Regions from separate parts of the Mus musculus genome. Here all the other regions are linked to region 1. Evidence: chromatin contacts called from public Hi-C and promoter capture Hi-C data. All regions are on one chromosome and are shown on one strand. Each heading gives the region's core, a stretch centred on a gene start, on an enhancer-like site or on the middle of the called end of the contact. The rest is flanking DNA. Distances are from core to core; before and after follow the strand shown.

Region 1 (2,668 bases), core at 91-2,590:
AAAGCAAGCGACGGAGGGCACAATTCCTGCCTAGCCTGCTGCAACCTCTGACTTTCTTGCAGGCGTGCTAAAAGTTTTGATTTTTTTCCCCATCCTGGTCTGCTAATCTGTAAGTACTCATGACCATCTCTGATAACCTACTTCCGAATCCTTAAAATGGACATCTCAACACACAGTCCGCTGAGCGTCCTGAGGATTTAATAAAATCAGTGAACATTGATTGAGTAGCTAAAAAGTTTCACTCTGAAGACTTTTGAGAAGAGGAGGCAACCAAACTGTAAAAGCTGCTGTCCCCAATACACTGAATCATAGAAAGACCCTTGCCGAGAGAATGAAGGCAGGAGAATGAAGCTTTCCGTGTGGATGAGCACGTGTAACAGCCTGGGTCTGAGTCTTTGGACTACCACACAAAACCATCTCTATAAATTACCGGGCCTTCTTGTGCCTCAGTTGCCCCATCTGTAAAATGGAGACTAAGTGCATAATGATCTAGGACCCCTATTCTGTCTTAAATTCTCCTACCTTAACGCAGATGCGGGAGAGCATGTGTTTCCAGTTGCTGCCAGTAGGGGGCAAATGCGCACAAACCCCTGAACGCATACAGACTGATAAGGTTTGAGAATACAGTGGAAAAAAACCCTAGCCACTTCTCTTCTGGAAGCACTCTGTCCTAAGGGGCTGTGGGAGGGCCAAATGAGATTCCTTTAAACTATTTTGTACAAACTCCTTAAAAAAACAAAAACAAAAACAAAAAAAGCCTTAAACAGTAAGAATACCATTCTCTGTATCAAGAGGGGCAGCTTGGTGAGCAGGCCCTCCAAAGAACTGAGGGGTGAGGCCAGGGTTGGGGGAGGTGGTGGGTTTTTCTTGAGCTGGCTATCCGTGCAGAATCCGGCTTCCTCCTAAAGGCAGCTAAAGGATGGGCAGAGATTTAAGCGCCTGTACACATTCTCTCAGCTGCCTTTGGTTTAGTGGAACCAGAGGAAGTGGGGGCCGGTGAAGAGGGTGGGTGGCCACCTTCCCGGAGGAGACAAAAAAAAATCTCTCCGGCAAGCCGTCAAACCTGAGTCAAACACCCCCGGAGGAGGCACTCTGGCTTCCTCACGGAGGGGCTGCCGTGGGAGCTGGAAACAGAGACTCAGTCCCAGGCCCCAGCTAAGTCTCTGAGCCCCGACACCCCCTTTCAATTCATTCAAAAGAGCAAAGAAAAGCTGCTTACGTGAAGACAAGTGGTGGCTAGGTCCAGACAGAAGGCTTTCAAGGCAAGAGAAGGCAAGCGCGCTCCCAGCACCAGCGGACTGTAGAAATAAAGGCACCTGTAGCCGTGTGATATAAGTGACACCTACAGACAGGTCCGTTTGGTTTTTCAGGTTTATGCACAGCCCCTTTGATGACGGTGACATACGGTGTGACACGGCTCCTCGGGGGTGGGGGGTGGTTTTCACATGCAGAAAGTTTACCTTTCTCCTGCTTTTGTGCCCAGCTCCCACCACCCACCGAGGGGACCCAGGAAATGAGCAGAGAATTCTTGCCCCCGGGGGGATAAGTGGAGTGCTGGCTGGAGCAGTCTCCGTTGAGCAAGCTGGAGGGAAGGAAATTCAGGCCTGGTGTCTGTTCATTGCAGCCTTTGCCTGGGCTGGCCAAGTCCCGAACCTCTGTATGTAGTGTTATCCCCTATTCTGTGCGTGTTAGGAAAGAAGAGCAGTGCCAAGAAGTGGTAAAGAATAAAGGTGCTTCAGGGATCAAATTCTGAGCCGGTCATTTTCTGGCTGCATTACTGTGAATAAGTTAATGAGCATATCCGGGATCCATCAGATTAATGCAATAATGGAATCTGTCCTTGGGTTGCTGGGAAGGCCATACTTGGTAATGTCAGCCAATCACCTGGAAGCCTGTCCTTGGGCGCTACATATTTCCTTCTATTGATCCTGGTGGGGACCTTCCGATCAGGGGGCAGGGAGAGAGTCAGGGAGCAGTGCTTTCACTGGCCTTTCCACTCTAAGCACCCAAAGGGCGCCATGTTTGAATACAGGAGCCATGTGACAGCTTTCCCCCTTTCCCAGTGTCCTCTGTTTTAGAAATGGCGATATGAAGGGATCGTGGAGCTGCAGTGTCAAACATCCAGAACAACACGGGGGCGGGGGGTCCTGATTGGCTTGCAAGCTGTCAGCTGTCTCACTGAGAACTACCCAGTTTTTAGGACATCTCTCAAATCTAAATGACGGCCTAGGCAGTCATCTGGGAGGAGTGTTCATAACCCCCTTTCGTGGGTTCCGTTCCTCTCTCAATCTCAGGCAGCCAAGACACCAAGGTGCTCAAACTGCAGACTCTGTGATCTTGAAGTGGAAAGCAGAGATTGACTGGTTGGTTAGGTTTTCTTGGGAACACTGGGCATAGGCACAAACACTCAAATCCAAACACCCGAACGGCGTGAAGAAACAAAAGGCAGTTCATGTGAGGAGTCATGTGTCATCATGGAAAAATAGTCGGGGCAAGATAAGTGGCCTGTTGAGGCTCTGGCTTGGCTCTGGGACCTTAGGTGGGAGAGCCAGCTTTTCTGGGTCAGAATTCTCCCAACAGTAATAGGAGAAAACGGGATTAAGTTATTTATTTATTTATTTAATCATTTTGTTGGATTTAACAGTGCCTTTAATCCCAACACTCAGGC
Region 2 (2,668 bases), core at 47-2,546, 410 kb after region 1:
CCTGTAAGAACAGGTAGGGTCATGGTGTCTGTCTTTCAGGGTGTTAGGTTTGCATGACGAGTGCTTTTACCCACTGAACCCTCTCCTCAGCCCCCTTTTCTAATTTTGACATCTGAGGACTTGAACATGAGACAGCCATAAGTAGCTCTTTGCTTGCGCTCTGTCTTCTGTGGGCCGGTATCACTAGCAATAATGCCTCCATTTCCTGTAGCTACAAAGGAGGTTGGTCCCCATCCAGCTTGGACAGAGGCACTGTTTATCTGAAGCCATTTATTTCAGTTCGTGGGCAACACAAACCTAGTTGCCTCCCTCTCATGGTTTCTGTGATAGTTAATAAGCAGTGTAGAAGCTTTCCCCGTTTGATCAAAAATAATTCCTCTAGCATCTCTAGCAATTAGATTCCTGTAAGCAAATTGTCATTTATGGAAATAATCCTATTGCAGCATGAGGTCAAGGAATGATCTTGATTTGAAGGAGTGTGGATACATGGTGTGAGCCATGTGTGCATCAGCAAGACTGTCCACCACCACACTCTGTTTATAACAGGCAAATATACTGAGACAAGGAAAACAACCTAAGCATGAATTATGAGGGAAAAGCATCATTCATCTTAGTGTTTAACCATTAGTCATGGAAGTATTAATGAACAGTTACCTCTGTTAGTCAGAATGGGCTGGTTTCTTTAACTACACTTCCTACTTAGTAGCTAAAAATGAGTTTGTCCACTATTTTCTGTCACATTAAAAATGTCTGGGTGCTGCTGACCAGACTTGAATGAAACATTGCCAAGTAATTTATAAATACTGTTAAGAGTGTTCACATAATATCGAATGGAACTTTTTCTTTTTCTTTTGTTTTTTACTTATTTGCACTCTGAACCTACCTTTACCAGTAATTGTTTAAGCAAAACATAAGTTCTGGAAAAGAAGCCTTGTTTCCCTACTTTGAAAGGTAGGTGGTGCTATGAGTTAATATATTGTCATCCAAATAGAGAAACTGCATGGCTTTCGGTCTCAGCTTTCAAAGACATTCTGTTCTCATGACAAGGTTGTGTCATGATGGACGCGGGCTCCCTTCGCAAAGTGAAGAAATGAACTTATGCAGATTAAAAATTACACTTGAAACAAGTGCTATGAATGGGAAGCACTGGATTTTTAGAAGGGAGTAACAATACAGAAAGACTTTAAAATTAATCTGGCCATGATTCCAAGTGGGTTACAACAAAGGATGTGGGGCAGCAGGAAACAGCTGCAGGGTTTATACTAACTGAAGTATGACTGACTCTGGATCGCCATTACCTCAGGGCTTTTAATGAAGAAGGACAAGGAAGTGTGTCCTCCATGCCAGGCTGCTGTATGTGTGTTGTGAATGCAAGGTAGGCGTGTGCTTTCGAGACAGCGCCATAAGATGAGTGGAATTCCCTCCAGGACAGTTTCTGGAGGCTCACTATTGCCACTTGAAGAGGAGTGAGGTGCTTATATGTGATACAGCAAGTAGCATGGTTTCAGGACACATCTAAACTTGTAAATAAAAGAGTGATCGTCTCATAAAGACATTTTGAATAGTTCTGCATGGTTATTTGCCTTTCTGGCATCTGCATTGGTTTTGGAAGGAGGCAATTGGAACAAAGTAGTTTATCTTCTAAGTTATAGAACAATGAGGAGCCTCTTTAATTAAAAATAGTTTAGATAAACATATTTGGTGCCCACAGAGGCCAGAAAAGGCCATTGGATTGCCTGGAACTGGAGTTTCGGGCACTTGTGAGCAGCCATGTGAGTGCTGAGAACTGATCTTGGGACCTTTGCAAGAGCAGCTAACCACTGAACCATTTCTTAAGCACCCTTAATTGAAATTTGCTAAAGTCGTTTGCAGATGAACTTTGGAAAGTTACTGTTAGTTTGTGTCTTTGATCATATAGTTTATTTTCACAAATTAGAAGTCACTTCCCTGATTTTCCAACTCTGAGCCACCTTTTTCTTTCTGAGAAAGTGAGTATTGTCAATGCTCCTTGATTTAAACTATACCACCAAGGACATAAGTTTAAGGGAAATATAGGTTTCTGTTAAAAGTTGAGAGAACATTAGGACGATCAGTCAAGATTTTCTCATCTAAATGTATTTAAATTTTTTTCTTTATGAGATTCATAGTTATTCTTGTCACAGACAAGTAGATCTTTAAAGATTTGTCTGTTGTGGCCAAATGAGATACACATTAGTCAAGCCTTTATAAAGCATAAACTGGACACAAGGTTAAGTTTTTATGTGTATGTTACACTTAAACTTTGTATAGGGTCTCAATGTATGTAGCCCTGGTTATCCAGGAACTCCCTTTGTAGACCAGGCAGACCTCAAACTCAGATCTACCTACCTCTGCCTCCCTAGTGCTGGGATTAAAGGTGTGCACCACCACCTCTTGGCCCCACTTACTTTCTATCCGTGGCCCCTCAGTCCGCTTGGCAGAGAATACTACTTATCAGGAAGCTACAGGATAGAGCTTGGTAGATGATCACCCCTCCCAGTGCCTTAGCTTCTGCTCTGTGGGAACATCCTTTTCTAAGAATTCATTTAATCTGCATGCTTGCTCATCAGGAGGAGTATTTTCTGCCTAGTGTCAGCCTAGTTTAAAATTACTAGGCTTTTGGCAGTAAGCTTATCCTGTGTCTTAATAA
Region 3 (2,668 bases), core at 95-2,594, 370 kb before region 1:
AGTAGTCTTGAGCTTAAGAGGCCTGCCTGTCTCTGCCTCTCCAGTGCTTGGATTAAAGGCAGGAGCACTAACCAAGCTCCTCTCAGATCTTGCTCAATGGTGTTTCTTTTACTAGAAAGGTCCTCCTCTAAGCTCTCTTTGCTTCCTCCAGTCCTGGCTCAGAAGTACCCAGGAAGGTTTTCATTCCCCATCACCTTTTTTTCTTCCTTTGGTTTGTTATTTTTGTGCATACCTCCCAATACAAACACTGTGAAAAAAAAAAAGCTGTTTTGTTCACCATCTCTAGCACTGCAGATTTCCTAGCATGCCATAAGGTGCTCGATAAATACTTAAAAGCACAGATTACAGACTTTACAGTTAAGTGGAGTGAGTATCTCAAGGCCACGGGGTGCTGCTGTTTCTCCAGGCTCCCTCAGGATATACTGGTGCCAGCCAGTGTTAGTCATTTTAATTCTTTGATAGAACCCTCTTCTAAATTTCCTTTTCATGGATTTTAAATTATAAATTGGTCATTTACTGCTCTCATACATCATGTTGCTGAATTTTCCACGGATCATATTCCTTTTAGTACCTTTCTCTAGATCACTCATTTTTTCCTTTTACTCGTTATCCACCCTCTTTGACCACCCCCCCGCCCCCCAAATAATTCTCCTGGACAAAAAAGTGCCCCCCTCGCACCCCCTCCCGGCATCTTGCATAGTCTTTAAAGTTTTGGGTAAAATCTTAAACAAATCGGGTAAAGATAAGTAATTCCTGATAGGGCGTACTTATCTATCTCAGGGTAGGAGAAGACGGGTTTTTAACATGACTGGGGTAATTAAGGAGATCAAAAAGCCATGAAGGATGTTCATTCTCCATGCCTAGGTTATTGTATAATTATTATGTGGCAAGTTGCCTTTTCTCAGACCTTTTAGGGTGAGTTTGCATGCTCTCCATACAGAAGGAATTCTAGAAGCTGGGATTGCACCACCCACCCCACGCACCCCTTACTTGCAGAAACCTTTGCCCCTCCAACCCCCACTCCCACCAAATAAGGGCTCTACAAGGGGCAGTCCTCAGCTCCAGAGCCTGAGGCTTGACACCCATTGTCCCCGTTAGGATGTCAAGAGATTTCGCCTGAAGGACCCCAGCTTAGGTTTCACTCAAAACTCAAGGATCTGGGATAACGGTCTCCGTGAGGGTACTTTCCAGATATGCAAAGGGACAGGAACCTGGCGCCGAGGACACGGCCCGACGGGAGGCGCGGTCCGGTGACCTTTTTTCGACAGGCATTCCAGTCGGGCAGCCTCACCGGCTTGAAGGCCCTCGCTCCCTATTGCTCCCGCCCCCCCTCGTTGCAGAGCGCTGGCTGGCTAAGTCCCTCCCGCGCCGGCTCTTGTCCCACTAGGAGCAGCTCAGAGCCGCGGGGACAGGGCGAAGCGGCCTGCGCCCACGGAGCGCACGTCTCTGTTCTCAACGCAGCACCACCCTTGCCCCCCTCGGCTGCCCACTCCAGACGTCCAGCGGCTCCGCGCGCGCACGGTGAGCGCCATCCCGGATCAAAGGCGCCGAAGGGGAAGAAGGCCGCTGTACCTGGGTGTCCTTTTTACCTTCGGAGCGGTCCGAGCGGCTGGGAGGGCTCGCTCAGGGCCTCCCCACCCCCACCCCCAACCCGGTCACTCCAAGTGCCCTTCTCCACCCCTGGCCCTGACCTTTGTCCCTCTCGTTCTCGCAAGGCAACGGGTGCCACTTGCCCCGATGGGGACCGTTGCCCTGGCGGTTGACGGCGGCCGTGCCAGGCCCCGCCCCCGGCGCGAGCTTGGTGCCCCGGGGAGGGGGGAGGGGCGGGCGGCCCGGCGCCCCGCTGGCGGGTCGCGCGCGTGCCCGTGGGCCCCTTCCTGCCGGCGGCGCGCGCCGCCCCCTCCCCCCACCGCGCGCGCGCGTAGCCGCCTGCCCGCCCGCCCGCTGCGCGTTTTGTCCCGCGTCTCTCCCCGTCCGTCTCCTGACTTGCTGGTCTTGTCCTTCCCTCCCGCTTTTTTCCTCTCCTCTCTTCTCGGTCTAAAGATGCCCTCGGCCACCAGCCACAGCGGAAGCGGCAGCAAATCGTCGGGACCGCCGCCGCCGTCCGGTTCCTCCGGGAGTGAGGCGGCGGCCGGGGCAGCTGCGCCGGCTTCTCAGCATCCGGCAACCGGCACCGGCGCCGTCCAGACCGAGGCCATGAAGCAGATTCTCGGCGTAATCGACAAGAAACTTCGGAACCTGGAGAAGAAAAAGGTGCGAGGAGTTAGTGGAGAGGGAGGGCTCGTGGCTCCAGCCCTACACCGGTCCCGGCGGTGGATGGTGCTCCTTGCCCAGAAAACGGGCGCCTCGGGGAGGTGCCTGTCACCTGACCCCAACGCGGCGCTGCCTCTAGGCCTCGGTTACTCACATCAGGCTGAGCGGGGCCTTTCCGCCTGGTGACCGGTTGCTTGGGTGGTGGGCCCGTTGCTGGGTATGCTCCCAAACTGAGGCCTGACTTTTGAAGGAGGCCAAGGGGAAGAAACAGTGTGCCCGGCCCGATTGCTCGTGGAGTTGAGCGGTCCATGCCTTGTAACTGTGGCGTTTGCCTTTGGTACCTAGGCTGGGGGCTGGTGGAATGGCTCTCTTCCCAAGAAAAGATATGTGTCTAGACCTGAACTAGGGTTGCAGT
Region 4 (2,668 bases), core at 56-2,555, 340 kb before region 1:
GTGGAGGAAGAGAATTGTCTCCAAAACCCTCTAAACCTGCAGGTGTGCAGTTCCATTCCCATACCCATCTTCTCAAGCACATTTGATATTCTACACTGAGAATATTCTACATCAACTATTTTCAGTCCAACTACTTGATAGGGGCAGTTGGCAGTAAGTTGGAAGCTGTCTTTGTTGTCTTTATATTCTTCAGTAAAATCACATGCTTCCACAGCATAGACAGCTCAGCCATCTAGCACTGGCTACCCTTCCCCTGCCCTACTACTTTATCATTCTAAATCTTGACTATCTTATGGCAGTTGCCCCCGTTTGCATCCTGACCTGGTGGTTTCAGATTTTGCAGTGACTAAGGTAATCATAGCCATCATCTCTGTTCCCAAAATTCCAGTTTTTTGTTTTCATTACAACGGAAATACCATATCTGGGCTACTTAAGCAGAATCGACTAGCCTTATTTGCCCATTTTTGTCCTCTTCCTATATTGGTTCCTTTAAAAAAAAAAAAGTCGAGTACTCACAAGGGTCATTATTTCTAAGTTTTGTGTTTTGCTTGTGTCACCACCACCTTATAGGACTTGTCTGCCCATTATAACAAAGTACTGGTAGTTTTATTTTCTTAAGTGCATTTAGAACCTTAGTATTAAGTCTAGGGCTGTATTGGTGACTTAAAACAATATGGCTAGGCATCATGAAGTCTTTAAAGTCCATTGAAATTTAGATTGATATTGAAGTTGGTGCGTAAATTTGGGGAAGGAATTCGTTTTAGATAACAGAACTTGTGCCCAAAAATATAGGATAAACCGATTTCACGTGGCTCATGCTAAAAGGAAAGCAGACATACTTACGGGTATCCTTGTGGATGTGGTTGGATGAGCTTTGAGACCCAATGTTGGGCTTTTAGTACACTTGGCATGAGTAAGAAAAGCCTGCAGAGTACCGCGGCCACGATCGTTGGTACAAAGTCTACAGACATTCTCAGACTGCTGCCGGATGGAGGTTCAAGTAAGATGAATTAAACAATTACTGGGCTAGTTTCATATAAAAGTAGGGAGGTCGATAAAACAACACCTACGCTAGCAACAGCTATTGCCTTGTACAACCCTGCTATAGAGGTTTTTTTCAACATAGCAACAGTGGACGAGTTCCTGTACCAGTGGCAACGGCAAATGCGAGACACCCGGATATCTAAACGATTACTTCCGCCTGTCATAGCCAGGTTACCCGCAGCAAATGGCGAAATGGCGGCCGGGAGTTAGTGCGCAAGCGTAGCGGAGATCCGCGGCGTGTTCTTACGTCATCACTAAGCGTCGAAGCCATGGAAGGTCCCATAGCTGTAGTGGTCCCCTCCCTTCTGAGCACTTGCCCACGTGCTGTCTGCCACTTAAGCGGATTCACGTGCAGCGGCGGCCCCGGCGTAGCTCAGCTGTGTAGAATTTTCTCCAGCAGATTGGTCAGCCTGGGTAGCAACTCGGTGTCTTCACGTGCTTCCGTTGTGCAGCTGCCTGGTGTCGGCCGGAGCAGGGCGCAGGTACTCTTTGCAAGGGACTGGGTCGGATGTTGAGATGTGCGTTTGGGTCTTTCACTGGCCGGTAGGGCTGGCTCGAGTACGGAAGCTTCTGTACCGGCTGGTGCCTGTATCTTCGGACTCTTCGCCTGGACTGCCCTACAGACAGACGTTCCTGGTCCGGGATACTCTGACATGCGGGGCTGGCTTCTCGAGCGCTTTCCGGGAGTGTGGCTCCTTCCCACACTCGGGCTTCTTCTCTCTCTTTGAGAGAATGGGTTGGTGTCAAAACTATTTTCTGAGAAACTCGGCTCCTCGTAGCAGTGGTAGGCTTTGAACTAACGCGGTTTAGTCCCAGATATTCTGCTCTTAAATACTGCAGTATGCCAGTTTATTTGCACTATTTAGCTGTCTCAGTCAGGACATTTGACAGTGCACCTCGTGATGCTTAGTACCCGGTGCTGTGTGTACAAGAATGGATACAGCCGAATGAAAATGACTTGTCGATCAGGTTGTGGTGGCGTATACCGTTAATTCCAGCGCTTGGAAGGTGGAGCCTGGAGTATTTTTTGGAGCTCGAGGCCAGTCTGGTCTGCATAGTGAGACTGTTTGAAAAAACAAAACAAAGCAAACAACAACAACAACAAAACCCAATACGATTCATCTTATTTTCTCTTTCCAATAATGCTTTCCTTATGTATTAAACGTTTCTTGGAACCAGTAATTTTAGATCGTTATCAGATCCCTCACTCTGGCCATTAATTTTACATTAGTTTTGTGTGTAGTTGTATTTCATCTACTTTTAAAAGTACTTTTTAGAATTAAAGCTTGTACTCAGGGGCCTTACCTGTTAATTCTAAGACTCTCCTATTATAACAAAAAATAAGACTCCCCCCCCCCCCCCCCCCCAAGACAGGGTTTCTCTGTATAGCCCTGGCTGTCCTGGAACTCACTCTGTAGACCAGTCTGGCCTCTAACTCAGAAATCCGCCTGCTTCTGCCTCCCAAGTGCTGGGATTAAAGGCGTGGGCCACCACTGCCTGACAAGATAAGACTTTTAACAATTAAGCTGGACTCGTTAACATTAGGTACCCATTCATTTTTTGTAGGTGTTTATGTGGCTGGCAACATAAAGCTTACAAACTGAGTTGCTTTGGACTTGGGTAG
Region 5 (2,668 bases), core at 112-2,611, 310 kb after region 1:
GCCCTGTGAACAAAGTCCTATTATTATCTCCATTTGGTAGGCCCCGAAGAGGCCAAGTCACTTGCTCAAGGACATAATGCTCAATTAGGAACACAGTGTTAATTAGGTTCCTTTTGAGTTAGCAAATCTTCCAGTAAAGAGAGACACAGCCTTGGCCCAGATTCTGGAATTGTCTGGGAAGGCAGAGAGAATGAGACAGCAACAGAGAGGCCAGGGCTGTTTGCAAATCCTGTGGGACATCATCCGAGCATTCACAGAAAGCCTTGCAGGGCAGGCAGAATTGGCTAGGGTGGAACGCCTTTGTTAAAGGAAGCCCTGCTATAGCTGCTGACATTTGAATTGTTAATATTACAGTGTTTATAATCATTCTTTTTCCTCCCCCTTGCCAGGTACCTGTTTTCCTTTGTCTCATTGGGTCTGTGTGGTTTTGCTCCCTGAGTCGATAATGATTTACTGAGCTTCCACACCAAGGTAAGCCAGAAGGCAAGACCCAAGACCCAAGCGCAACATTTATTGTCTCTTAATTTTTGAGGCTGTGTGTGTGTGTGTGTGTGTGTGTGTGTGTGTGTGTGTGTGTGTATGTGTGTCTGTGTGTGTGTGTGTGTCTGTGTGTGTGTCTGGGTCTGTGTGTGTGAGTGTGTGTGTGAGTGTGTGTGTGAGTGTGTGTGTGTGTCTGTGTGTGTGTGTGAGTGTGTGTGTGTGTGTGTCTGTGTGTGTGTGTGTGTGTGTGTGTGTGTGTGTGTGTGTGTGTGTGTATGATTGATTTGGTTTTGTTTGGGGACTGTAGGAGGAGGACTGGATTCAGGAATAGCTATGAAGTTCCACCCATCCCATCTCTCTGGACCTGGGTGACCACCAGAAAAAGAAAGTAATTCCTTTGTCTTTCTCTTGATTCAAGCCAAGTACTTGTTGTGTTCCACACAGTATCCCAGGACATGGTGGTGGTGGTGGTGGTGGTGGTGGTGGTGGTGGGGTGAGCTTTCTGGAGAGGCCCCTCTGGTCTCACCCAGCTACTCCTTTATTTACACATTGGTTAGGTGAAGTACACCCACTCTGATTATGAAATGCTATTCATTGTTTTTAGTGAGTTGCTGTTTAGGTGTGGGCAAGAAGTCTTCATTCTGAGGGCATTGAAAGGATTTCACAGCAATGTCAGTCTTATAGATGTGCACTTAAGTAAAACCACTGGCTTGAGAATGCTCACAATTGATGAGGTAAATAATTGAAGAAGAGGCTGGGTTTCATTATCCAAATCACAAGACATTGACTGTGAGCTAAACTCCTGCCAGCCCTTACACAGTCCTCACAGATAATGGCTTAATCACGACGAGTAGGTTCCGGGGCTGCAGAACAGAGCACGCCTGTCCTTTACATGCCACTGGGAAACAGAAACTAAAGATCGGGAAAAAGGCAGCTTTCCCAGTCTCTAGTCATTGGAAGCTTGGCTTGGTTTCAGGGCTGGAATTCTGGTTTTCCCCCCAAATCTCCCTAGCACTGGGTTATGCAAATCTTAGGTGTAGCAAGAATTGGGCATGAAATCAGTTGCAGGTTTTAGACTGTTTGCGGCTTACCTGTGACTTAATAGAACATACAAATGCTTTCTTTTTGCCTGGGCTGTTTTCCTCATTTCTCTGGAAAGAGAGTACAAGCATGGCTTTGGGTTTGCAAATTTATAGAACTCCAGGGAACATCATACAAATGGGTGCCCTTAAAGGTGGGCAAAATACCTACCTGATTCTCTCATCATAGCAATATATGCATATGTTCCTACCAAAACTGATGATATGTCCAAGTCTGATATTCCATGTGGATATTCTCTTCCAAGAACCTGAGAAGTGACTTTTTCAACCCTGGTGCCAAAGATACTGATAATGACAAGCAATGTCTCACCCAGTGATAAAAGGAGGAGAAAGAGAAGTTTCTAAGTGACTTTGAAATGTTTGAATATTTATCTTGTAGAAGATGTGAGAACTAGCTTTCTGGTCATATATGTGTTATGTTTTATATATAATACTATTTGAGATATTATATTTAATATATTTATATGTGTTGTTGTTATTTGAAACAGAGTCTTGCTATGTAGCCCAGACAGGCCTTGAATTCAGAATCTTCCTTCTCAGCCTCTCCATTGCTGGGATGACAGGCATTCACTACTGTGAATTTTACCCAGCTAGAAAAAAGTATTTTAGATCCCAGCCTTGGTGTCTGGAGTTGAGCTGAAATGAGGGCATGGTGTTCTTGGCAAGTGATGAGAACAGGTAATGTGTCCCCTACACTCTCCAGCCTAAATAGGTTTGTTTGTTCTTGTAACAGGCCTTTACTTATAAAGACAGCTGGTTCCCTTAAGAAGTATGTATCCAACTAATCCTCCACATAGATTCTTGCCTTCAGCAAAGACAATGAGTTTGCCATATTCAGCGTAAAACTTGATTGCACTTGCCTCCAGGCCTTTGAGGAGTCTGGCTGCCTCCTTACCTGTGATCATGGCTCTGCGGGCCGAGTGTCTCTGTGAAAACTCAAGAGCATTTCAAGACCCAAAGAGGAAAGGAAACAAAGAAATGCTTAGTTTTCATTGAACATTGTGATATATGAACTTCAAATATGAAGGGACACAGCTACAGGTTATAACATCAACTTCATTAGTTATTAAATTTAATATTCACAAACA

What was found. Hi-C and Micro-C count contacts between places; a contact is called where the count stands out from the background. Capture Hi-C pulls out chosen DNA fragments and counts their contacts.
Region 2: a Hi-C map of the HPC-7 cell line shows a contact between it and region 1, with 2.7 times the contacts expected there. The contact joins the enhancer-like site here to the promoter of Elf5 in region 1. A contact is called at or near these places in 5 of 39 promoter capture datasets (the 3T3-L1 cell line, liver, pre-B cells and 1 more), 2 of 484 Hi-C or Micro-C datasets (the AML12 cell line and the HPC-7 cell line) and 1 of 9 other capture datasets (embryonic stem cells).
Region 3: a contact with region 1 is called in a promoter capture Hi-C map of adipose tissue. The contact joins the promoter of Caprin1 here to the promoter of Elf5 in region 1. A contact is called at or near these places in 2 of 39 promoter capture datasets (hippocampal neurons and liver), 2 of 115 datasets of contacts at active chromatin or transcription factors (embryonic stem cells and large pre-B cells) and 1 of 9 other capture datasets (adipose tissue).
Region 4: a contact with region 1 is called in a promoter capture Hi-C map of adipose tissue. The contact joins the promoter of Nat10 here to the promoter of Elf5 in region 1. A contact is called at or near these places in 9 of 39 promoter capture datasets (the 3T3-L1 cell line, 3T3-L1-derived adipocytes, cranial neural crest and 4 more), 1 of 484 Hi-C or Micro-C datasets (liver), 3 of 115 datasets of contacts at active chromatin or transcription factors (embryonic basal ganglia, embryonic forebrain and pro-B cells) and 3 of 9 other capture datasets (adipose tissue, liver and macrophages).
Region 5: a Hi-C map of the CH12 cell line shows a contact between it and region 1, with 2.8 times the contacts expected there. The contact joins the enhancer-like site here to the promoter of Elf5 in region 1. A contact is called at or near these places in 19 of 39 promoter capture datasets (the 3T3-L1 cell line, 3T3-L1-derived adipocytes, the C10 cell line and 11 more), 10 of 484 Hi-C or Micro-C datasets (the AML12 cell line, the CH12 cell line, the G1E-ER4 cell line and 5 more) and 2 of 9 other capture datasets (embryonic stem cells and macrophages).

The regions. Positions count from the first base shown.
Region 1 is chr2:103,422,740-103,425,407 of GRCm38.p6, reverse strand. It overlaps Elf5 (E74-like factor 5), which reads right to left and starts at 1,340. Exons shown (of 7, transcript NM_010125.3): 1 at 1,220-1,340.
Region 2 is chr2:103,017,604-103,020,271 of GRCm38.p6, reverse strand. No RefSeq gene overlaps it. Among named protein-coding and RNA genes, the nearest start is that of Pdhx, 55 kb to the left of the region's middle. Within about 2 kb of position 1,296, at least 39 of the 459 cell types and tissues checked have an H3K27ac peak or open chromatin away from gene starts, as enhancers often do. A contact at or near this core is called in the HPC-7 cell line, where this site is marked.
Region 3 is chr2:103,796,316-103,798,983 of GRCm38.p6, reverse strand. It overlaps Caprin1 (cell cycle associated protein 1), which reads left to right and starts at 1,344. Exons shown (of 19, transcript NM_016739.3): 1 at 1,344-1,521; 2 at 2,044-2,253. The coding sequence starts at 2,044.
Region 4 is chr2:103,759,907-103,762,574 of GRCm38.p6, reverse strand. It overlaps Nat10 (N-acetyltransferase 10), which reads left to right and starts at 1,305. Exons shown (of 29, transcript NM_153126.3): 1 at 1,305-1,526.
Region 5 is chr2:103,116,049-103,118,716 of GRCm38.p6, reverse strand. No RefSeq gene overlaps it. Among named protein-coding and RNA genes, the nearest start is that of Apip, 44 kb to the right of the region's middle. Within about 2 kb of position 1,361, at least 22 of the 459 cell types and tissues checked have an H3K27ac peak or open chromatin away from gene starts, as enhancers often do.